Regions from separate parts of the Mus musculus genome. Here region 2 is linked to region 1. A link is a contact called in public HiChIP or PLAC-seq data. All regions are on one chromosome and are shown on one strand. The core of a region is the stretch at or near the end of the contact, and the rest is flanking DNA. Distances in the headings are between cores, read along the strand shown.

Region 1 (5,305 bases), core at 1,002-3,501:
TCTCAGCAGGCATCACTGGATTTGCTAATGAGCATGAGAGGTATTAGGAAGAATTTTTCAATGGAAACTGATGTCAAAGACAGGTTAGAAGTTGTCTTCAGGAATCTTTGCCCTATGGGCATAAGTGTCTGCACAGAGCCCTTTGTAACTGTTTTTGTACCTTGGACTCCCATTATGTCTGAGTTCTAGCCTTCAGAGCAGTCTACACACTGATCTTACTAGAACAGGGTTCTCAACCTCTGGGTCATGATCCCCTTGGGTGGGGGATCTAGTGACCCTTTCATGGGGTTTTGCCTAAGACCATTGAAAAACACAGATGCTTACACTATGATTCATAACAGTAGTGAAATTACAGTTATAAGGTAGCAACAAAAATAATTTTATGGTTGAGTGTCACCCCAACATGAGGAACTGTATCAAGGAGTCAAAGCATTAGGAAGGCTGAGAACCACTGCCCTTGAAGGTGAACAGGGACCTGCATCTAAAGTATTGCTGCCTCTGCCTCAGATAAGCTCATCAGAGTCACGAGTCAGTGTATTACAAAGTTTCTCATCTGTGGATCATGCAGAAAATATTTTTGCCTCACTCCAAGACCAAAAGAAGGGGCCTCTGGCACCTGCATTTCCCACACCCTCTTGTGTGTGTGTGTGTGTGTGTGTGTGTGTGTGTGTGTGTGTGGTGGTGGTGGTGGTGAGAGGTGAAGGACTTACTGCCTTAGCAATCTGTCTCCTGATCGAGCAGCTGAGACAGACAGTATGTCCTTTCTTACCTGTAAGAGTGGGGTGGGTCTGGTGACAGACAAAGGTTGGCAGGAGGGGGAGAAATGAGTTCATAATCTGCTTTCAGTGTCAGGTAGTGCGGAAGAAAGCCTACAACTGTCACCTATCTGTCATTACTGAAAACAATCTGTCCCTGTGGCCGTGAGGCATAAGTCAGCTGCACTGATGGGTCTGTCTGCCTCTGGAGTGTATGCTGGGTCCTCGGCACTCCCAGACCCAGGACCAGTAACTCAATGGTTATTTGTCAAACTCCGGAGGGATGCTCTACAGGAAATGTCATGGCGAGGGTTCTGTCCTTGGTGCTAGGCTGCTTCACATTTTTATCAACAATTTGAATGAAGACTCAGAATCACATTTATCAAAGTTGCAGGTGACAAATTCCAGGACTCGGGAAGGTCAAATGAGACAATGCAAGAGCAGTCATGTGATATTACAGTAAAGCTCAACCCACTGATGGGCATAACCCATTGTTTGAAGCAATCCATCAAAAAAAAAAAAAAAAAGTCCCTCCACCCCAAATTAAATATTATAAAAATAAGCTGAGATTCTAAATTTCAAGCATATATATGTGTGTGTATGTATATCATATATCTATACATATATCATATATCCATACATATATAGATAGATAAAAAAAATACCAGACTACAGATGGATCATGTAACCCAAAATGAAGGTGGGCAGGGCTACTCCTAATTCCTGATGCCTCTGAGCAGCAGCCCGCCATGCACATAAATTTGACCCTGGGATTTGCTACACTCACCCCCTGCATGTGATGACTACCCTGTCAGAGGTAGGGTCACCCCTAACTAATGAACAGGGAGAACCGAAAAAAGAGGAAGCCTTCCTAACCACTACCAGAGTTGGGGGTGTTCCCATCATCCCCTGCAAAGGCTCCCAACTTGCCAACCCCAACAGGGTGTTTGACTCAGACAAGACAGATAGGAAGTGAGTTGGCAAAGGCCTGCTACTTGATATTTTCTTAGCCGAAGATAAAAAGAGTTGGGAAGGAAAGGCTTGAAAATAGGTAAGCAGCCACCAAGGGCAGCTGTTTGTGCCCTCTAAGAAAGATCTCTTTATTTCCTGGATGTTTACAACCATCATACACACACACACACACACACACACACACACACACACACACACACACACATATATACACACACACACACACACACACATATATTTGTGTGTGTGTGTGTGTGTCTGTGTGTGTGTCTGTGTGTCTGTGTGTGTGTTTGATGTTTATAAAAGCTCAAAATTTTCTGGCTCAAGACAACAGGAAATCAGCCCAGTTTAGTGGTGTTTTCATGTTGGAAAGGAAGAACTAACAGCCCCACCCCCACCCCTGTACCCCCAAGGAGATACAGTAAGTGTGTGATCAAGCCCCAGCTCACTGGATGCCCACTCACCATCCACTGGGAAGTAAGGATGACTAATAGATTCATCACACTAGCACGCAGCTATCTCCACATGCAGATCCCCCTAGGAAACTGCTTCCCACTTCCTGTGTACACACTGTTTCCCGGGGGCCAGTGCCCTCTACCATCTGGCCACTCAAACACTCCTGTTAGTCAGGATTTAGCCATATGCTTATAATCCCAGAAACTCGGGAGGTTGAGACGGGAGGTTTACTGGGAGTTCAAGGACAGCCTGGGCTACATAGAAAAAATCCCATCTTAAAAATAAAAAAATAAAAGAATAAGCCAACAGAAAAAGATATTCCTCTTTTGAAGCTCAGAAAACACAGTGAGTATATTGTGGGGGGTGGGGGAGAGAGAGAGAGGGAGAGAGAGAGAGAGAGAGAGAGAGAGAGAGAGAGAGAGAGAGAGAAGAAAATCAAACATTATGTTGGGTCCAGCGAGAATTATAAATGTGTGTGTGAAGATGGTTGCTCTCAAGAAGTGTGCAATTAAGTAAATGGAAATACCCAAAATAAAGTCAATAAATTGCAATTTACCAGGAAACTCTTGGCAGGCTGACTTTGCAGAGAGTCTCTAAGTAAGCTACTGCTGCCACGGGGAAAAATAAATAAATAAAATAATAGGCCTGGACCCAGGAAATGGCTGGAATGTAAGAGCATTCAAACCCTTGGTTAGCCAGTTAAAGTCTTTTCCATGCCTGGCAGTATTTTAAAGTTTGCAAATATAAGTTTTAGGCGAAAATGCCATTCTTTCAAAACAATATGTGCTGGGGAAATTTTATTTGACAGTTGCAGAATTCATTTTCTATATTTGGCTGTGTGATATGCCTTACACTTTTACTCTGGCTCTCTTGAATGCACCAACACGGGCCCCCATCAAATTAAAACTAAGAGCGATTACATCACTGTAAATCCTAATGCAAATAAAATAGTATTTCACTGGATAATGACAGTCAGTAACATAAACACACTTTATACAAATTATTTAATGAGACCGTTTGTAAGTATTTGCCAAGAAAGGCCAGTCTTGCTTAAGTCCTGGAAGGAGGAATGGAAATGAGGAGGACTGAGTAAGGAGCTAACACTGAGAAGGCTGGGATCAACAAAACTAGCTCTCTTCACTTCCAACCAACACAGTCTGAGACTCAGTGTCAGCCCAGAGTCTCCATCCGATTTGACACGATGTACATGGTTGGCACACTGGATCCAGACCATTAAATGTCTCATGTTGAGTCTTCTCCTTTCCCCAGATGACCAGTTTCCCCTCTGAGGATGTCCAGTTACACATTAGTTAATGAGAAGCTTCCAAAAAGAAGTATAAGAAGGCAATGTAAGAAAAGAGGGAACTGTGGAGATCCGTACCTTTGTTAGGGTTTGGAGAGAGCTGTAGGTGGGACTCAGATGCCCACTTCTAGAGGCATAAGAGCCGTCTAGAGTTCCCCAGGAGAGCTGGGTGTGTCCACTGCTTTCCTTCTATTCTGACCACAAGCATTGCGATTATGTTACTTCCCTTCTCAGGGTCTCAAGCCCTACTCTTTGCCCCCTAGAAAGGAAAGCGTGTGCTACCAGATAAACCAGAGAAACCAATGATTTTTCCAAGGACCGAAGTGCAGCCACATCACACACAAAATACTGAGAACAGTTAAGCATGCACAAAACTGGTTACAGAGGCGTGAGTAGATAGGACCAGAAATCCTGTTGCTTCTGTGGACCTGTTGAAAGGGGAGTACCCCAAAACTCTGCCTGCACCCCTACCCCAGATCCTATCCCAGCTCCATTCCAGGAGGAAGCCCATAGGTCAGCCATGTTTAGTATCAACTAAGATGACCAGAAGTAATCTAGCAGATAGTAGATCCTTCATCCTCTCTTCAGCTGCATTGTAATTCTGCAGCTACAGGCGACCTCTGGGCTGAACTCTTGGAAGCCTGGCTCTAAAGAATTGTTTTGAACAGTGGTTGTGCTAATCGGGCACCCTGCTCTGAGCCCTTCACTTCTCACCTAAGACTGATCAATCATCTTCCACGGAGGCACAGGGGACTCGAAAAGTTTGGTATTTTTCTTCTCTGAACTCCACTCAAAGCAAATGACATGCTCTCTCCAGTTCCTACGCTGAGCCCTCAGAATGAACACACACAGAATCAGAATCTCACCGGCAGCCCTTTTTTTTATCTCCTGCAGAGAATAGGGACCACAGAATGGAACCCTTCCTGTAGAATGCTGAGCACATGACAGGGAACAAACACTGTTTTAATACCTACTAGGCACCAAGCTCTCCTTGGCATATTAATTCAAGTGCCTTCACTATACCAGTGTGAAGCAAGAGCACAGAGGGGGTGTAGCTCCTGAGCTCCTTGAATGGGAACTGGCCTGCCTAAAAGGCATTTTAGCAATAAAAAAATGTTCTTTAACACTCTAGAACAAGCCAGACCTATCCTGTCACTTTGACTATGCAGACTTGCTTCTACTGTTTAGTGGTGGTTCCAATGATTTGCAACCCAGCCCTACCAATAGCAGCTTGAGGAGTTTCCCCCTTAGGGTCCACCATTTAGTTAAAGCTGGATCATGGACTCCCTGTAGAAGGGAATTTTAGGACAGGCCAGAGTGAAACAAAGTTGAGTAGCTTTATTAAGGTAAGTGTGAAGGTTAGAGAATGAGGGAGATGCTTAAGAAAAGGAGGGTACCTGGAGAGGAAAGGGCTGATTTGGCTCACACTTGCACATCACTGTTAGCATCAAAGGAAGTCAGCACAGAAACTCAAGCAGGGAGGAACCTGAAGGCAAGAGTGGATGGAGACTCCATGCCTCCATTAGCTGCTGCTGACAGGCTTGCTCAGCCTGCTTTCTTATAGAACCCAGGGCAACCAGCCCAGGCAGGGGTGGCCCTACCCACAACAGAATGGGTCGTCTTCCATCAATCACAATTATGCTAAGTAAGAAAACGTAGGCCTGCCTGCAGCCTGATCTTATGAATCTTGTGTGTGTGTGTGTGTGTGTGTGTGTGTGTGTGTGTGTACATAATCTTGTGGCTTTCTAAGCTACATTCTTACATAATTTACAATAAAATTTAAAGCCAAGTTTAAAAGTTAAATGAAAATATATGAACT
Region 2 (5,305 bases), core at 1,347-3,846, 410 kb after region 1:
GTTGGTTGCTTAGCAGTGACTCTCAGCTTACTAGCTGTCATCTATACCCTGCTTCACACTGGGTCTTTCTAAACTGTTAGTGATTTGCTGGTTGGTGCTGGTAGAGTTTCCATTAGGGAGTGCCAGAGGGCAACTGCAAGGCTGAAGGAATACCTGCCTGGTGGCTTTGCTCCAATCCAGCTGGATGCAGAGGTTAGTTTATTCAACCTTGCAGGACCAAGCTCCTTGGGTGCCACTCCAGTGTCACTAGTCCCACCCACTGGTACCCTCCTCAAATCACTAGTACCCTCCCTTCTACCACCTCAGACACGACCACCGACCAGAAGGTACCCCCACTTCAGAGGCTCCACCTCCTTCCATTGCTCCCTAGGCTGAGGTGGGGACCTCTTCATGCTCTGTGTCTTGCATGACACATATGTGTCCTCTGGCAAGGCCAGTGAGTCCAGAATAGTTCAAATTAAGCAGTGACTATAGCTCATACACCAGATTCCAAAGACTTGACATGAAAGAAAAGGATGTAACATGCCTCTGCCATGAATGCTATATTGATTGCATATTTGAGATACACTAAAAAATAGAAACATTCCTAGAGATGTATTTATAATTTAGACAGTTACTAGGAAGTTAGCTATATAGGTAGGTAGGTGGCTCACTTTGATTCTGGTAAACAGAACTGCCTTAGGACTGGTAAATTTTGTTTCTTTTGTTTTGACTATTAATGTCTCATGAATAATCGTTACATCAAATTTCTCTGTAAAAATAATCAGTATGCTTTGTCTCCATAGATTCTACGGACCAGCTGTTTGTATTACTACATTCCCTAATTCCTCACAGGGAAACTCTCAGAGAACCCCAGGATTTCGGTCCTTCTGCTGGGACATCATCCAGCTTCCGGTCTGCAGAGGCAAAGCCTAGTACCCAGATCCTGTTTTCTTTACAAATTATCTATTCTTTCCATCTTAAAACTTCTACAATTTTCTTCTTATCCTCAGAATTTTTTTCTCTGTATTTTAAAAATTGTCACAATCTATGACTACGTGTGCATCTTTTCTCATCAATCCAGCCTAGAAAAATAAGAAGCCTTTCAATTTACAGGCTCCAGTCTGCCCTTGGCTTCAGAGAAAGCTGTCATTTAATTATCACCTCTCTTCCAACTCTTCCTTTGTCTTCTTCTGGAACTTAGGCTATCTTATCACACACAATATGCACATAAGAAATCAAGATACATCTTAAGCTGGTGGCATCTCATGATCAAGTGGCAACAAGTACCAATGTACAGATGGTGGCCTGTGAGCTACTGTGGAGACCTCCTGCAAGAAGCTGCTCCCGCTGAGGAGGGCTGTCCCCTTCTGTCTGTGACAAAGAGGCTTCTCCTTCTTTCCATCTGCTACTTCATCTGGGCCGAGACCCACCTCTGTACCACCCTCACTGAAAATACCTGAAGAGCCAAGAAACATGTCCTTGGGTGGCCAGCAGTGTGTGATCAGCCAACAGACCTGTAACTGAGAAAGTCTCCACATTCCATCTCCCCACACCACACCCACCTAAATAGTTGACAGAGATGGACCCCAAACATACTCTTAGGAGCATCCTTAAAACTGAGTCCACCTCTGTGTATTCTTATGCTACACCAAAAAAAAAATCCACTGGCTCACCCCACTCTCAGGCTTTTTGAAGAAATTGTTATTGGAAATGAGACAGGAAATGAAAGGGGGAAAAGAAAACAGTTCAACAATGAGCAACACTGGTGACAAACCTCCAATGGACCACGGACCCTTCCACTTTTAAAGGTCTTAATCATAGCGTTACATTTTAAGAGTGACTTAAAGAACTTTAGAATAAAGTTAATAAATTAAAAGCTAGAGTGCAGGTGGCAGATGTGGTGGCCCAAGCCCGTGATTCCAAAAGTGGAAGGCAGAGGCAGAAGCAAGAGGACAGGGAACTTGAGTATAGATAGCCTGAACTACATAATGAAACCCTGAATCAAACAAAATAAAACCACAATAAAGACTGGATGGGTTGATCTGGCAATGGGGGTGGACTAAATTGAAAACTAATGCTTATGAAAATAGTGTTTGTATATCATCTTTTCTTGATTGGCTACACTTTTCTAAAAAGAAACTTGTGCTCTAGCACAGGCCCCATGTATTACAGGCACTGTGAAGTCACTGTGTACACAAAGAACAAACTGTAGACCACAATCAAACAAAGGCAATGTTCCACAGGGACAGAGCAGCAGCGGGGTACATCATAAGGATGCAGGACAACCAAGTGAGGAAAGGAAAGACCTATATGGCTTTCAGACCATCAACGGAAAGCTGCAGGTCTAATGAAGCTGTGTAAGGAAACAGGACAATCCCTCTCCAGAGGAACACTGCGAAACTAATCCTGAATCCCCTTCAACAAAGGATAAGCAGCCTCTTAAGAATCAAATTTGTATCGTCGGGCACAGTGCAATCCCATGATTCACTAGTTAAACACGCGCCTCTAATCCACATCAGTCTCCTCTGAAGAAAGATGGCCTCAAATGCTTAACTCCGCACCCTCAGGAAACGTGAGAAGTGCTGACGAGGCCTATCCGGCCCTAAGCCAACTGTCCCATCTAGTAAAAGTCACCTTGGCACGCAGAGGAAGCACAGCGACAACTCCGGCACCCACTACTGCTCCACAGCAGTCAATTTTCAGGCTTCCCTGACACTATCCATCAGCCAACAAGTTGTTCCTTGGCAGATACTTTATTTCTAGTAGTCCCTCTGAAACCATGTTTAAAAAAAAATAAAGCAAATTCTAATAAAAATGAATTGATCTGAATGCCACACCAAGTCATATACTGGATTTTATTTTAATTTTCACCTTAAACATGAAAAGAGATGGTGAAAGTATGCAGATAAAAAGAAAGAAGTGGAATTGCTGACACCCTCTTGAGGATAACTCCAGTGCATTCCCTCACCAGGATTTCTCTTTCTCCACGACACTTAATATGTGATCGACATAAAAGAGCTGCACATTACTTAATATAAACATTTCTATGAATTTGGAAATAAGTAAACACCCATGAAGCCACGCTACCATCACGGCCATTAGCATCACTGTCATTTTCCAAAGCGTTCCAACCCTAATTATCTTAGATTTATTTAGTTTTAATTGTGTGCATGCGCCTATCTGTGGGTATGTGCATTTGAGGGCAGGTGCCTGTGGAGGGGTCGGATCCCCTGCAGCTGGAGTTACAGGCATTTGTGATCCAACTGACCTAAGTGCTGGGAACCAAGAGTGGGTCTTCTGCAGGAGCAGCATACCTTCTGATCACTGAGCCATCTCTCTAACTCCTCCATTATTATTATTAATACCAATGTTGCTGCGTGTAAAATTAACATATAGTTTAACCTCTTAACAAATCCTAGTTTACAACACAGTATTGTCAGATACAGGAATTATACTATATCCTCACTTGATATTTCTATCTCTGACTCAAAAGTTCAACTATAAATGTACTTCAAGAATTAAAAATTATTATACAGAATTCACATCAAAGACTTTATAAAAAAAGAAGTTGCCTGAATTATAGTACAAATCAAGTTTTGTTTTGTTTTTAAAGTCTAATGTGTAGATTACAGCACGCAGACAGGGAATCAACCTACAGGAGGCAGGCTTAACATTCAGGCTTTGCTCTGAGCTTCTCACAAAACATGATTTAAATGCACTCTAACAAAAGACGCCAGACCTCTGTGGTCCTTTCACCCCCTACTCTGTTCACTGTGTTCTCTGTAGCACGGGAGATTTTTTAAACTTGTAAGTCATACATATTATGTACATTTTTACATGTATAACACTGTCTACTAATATAATAGCTGCTACTTACAAAGAACCCTCTAATGCCACCCACATATTTTAACACGTTTACACACACAATTTCATTTATTTCTCATAAAAATCCCTCAGGGGAGCTGTACTCCCAATTCAGACCCAAAGAAAACAAAGATGGAAAGTTAAACAAATGGCTCAGAATTACACAGGCAAATAAGAGGCAGAACTCAAACTGAAGATTTATGACTCAAAACAAATGGCGGTCACTGTGTTGTGATCTTAACTGTATGAAACCCAATGCTCCAATAGGACACTCTAAGAGCATGTTCAGTTCTGAGTCCAAGTTTAGCTTCAGCTAGCTGTTCATGGCCATAACTAAAGCCTTCCATCTGCATGCATTTTCTCAGTGCATTGTCCTGTGGTCTGAACTTTAACTCTATCCTCATGCAACTGCAGAGGCAAGCACAGTGATTGACATCACATGGCAACAGGTGACAAATAATGTGTTCGCCTCCCTTTTTCATTCATAGATGCTTGAGGCTGAGATGGCTGTTAAAAAAGAGCCATTCCTGGGCTGGAGAGATGGCTCAGTGGTTAAGAGCACCGACTGCTCTTCCGAAGGTCCTGAGTTCAAATCCCAGCAACCACATGGTGGCTCACAACCATCCGTAATGAGATCTAATGCCCTCTTCTGGTGCATCTGAAGACAGCTACAGTGTACTTAGATATAATAATAAATAAATCTTAAAAAAAAAAAAAAGAGCCATTCCATAATACAACCCTGTATGTAAAAATCCCACTAAGAAAAAAAATGCATAAAACAAAAGGTATAGTCAAATTACTGTGTCTATAAGATATAGTGTGAACCATTACACAAAAACTAAAAGCAGTTTATATCTGTGTTTAGCCCCAAAAATGACCAAAATTGAGAATATAATAAATAAATGCTGAAGTTGCCTTTGAAAAGATTAATGCATATGTGGTCCCCCACACTGAGTAATTAGTTTTCCAAATGCCCTTTCCCTTCAGCAACACAGCTCCTAGGGAAGAAAAGGAATGGTGATGCTGTCACGAGGGAGACTGTGCTCACCAGGCCTCTGAAATGGACCGTTTGCTACGCCGCAGCCTTTCAGGAAGAAATCACAGTGGAGTGTGACCAACCACGGGACTGGACGGGACTGGAGATAGCTGCACTAACAATATCGTGGGGACACACTGCCTATGTGTCACACACACTTACATCTGAAAAACTTCAGAATGACTAAGTAAACACCATCTACTTATACAAACCAAAGTGTGTTTCTGTGATGTTAACAATCATTTCTAAATTTCCACTACATTCCAGGCCCGAGGAGCTGAGCCTTTTTAATTATGCAGTATTAGTCATTGACATAGTACTCAAATCCCACGCAGCACGAATCATGTTAGCTAAACTAACAAAATGAATAATTTAGCTCTGGCCCAGCAGGAATCCACTATGCCACCTTCATTATTTACTTCA

The links. HiChIP or PLAC-seq counts read pairs in DNA pulled down with a chosen protein or histone mark.
Region 2: a FOXA1 HiChIP or PLAC-seq map of pancreatic cancer cells shows a contact between it and region 1. The contact joins two enhancer-like sites.

Annotation. Positions count from the first base shown.
Region 1 is chr6:32,568,445-32,573,749 of GRCm38.p6, forward strand. The region is part of intron 1 of Plxna4 (plexin A4); the gene reads right to left. Among named protein-coding and RNA genes, the nearest start is that of Plxna4, 17 kb to the right of the region's middle. Within about 2 kb of position 2,252, at least 15 of the 459 cell types and tissues checked have an H3K27ac peak or open chromatin away from gene starts, as enhancers often do. A contact at or near this core is called in pancreatic cancer cells, where this site is marked.
Region 2 is chr6:32,978,870-32,984,174 of GRCm38.p6, forward strand. The region is part of intron 3 of Chchd3 (coiled-coil-helix-coiled-coil-helix domain containing 3); the gene reads right to left. Among named protein-coding and RNA genes, the nearest start is that of Chchd3, 79 kb to the right of the region's middle. Within about 2 kb of position 2,597, at least 17 of the 459 cell types and tissues checked have an H3K27ac peak or open chromatin away from gene starts, as enhancers often do. A contact at or near this core is called in pancreatic cancer cells, where this site is marked.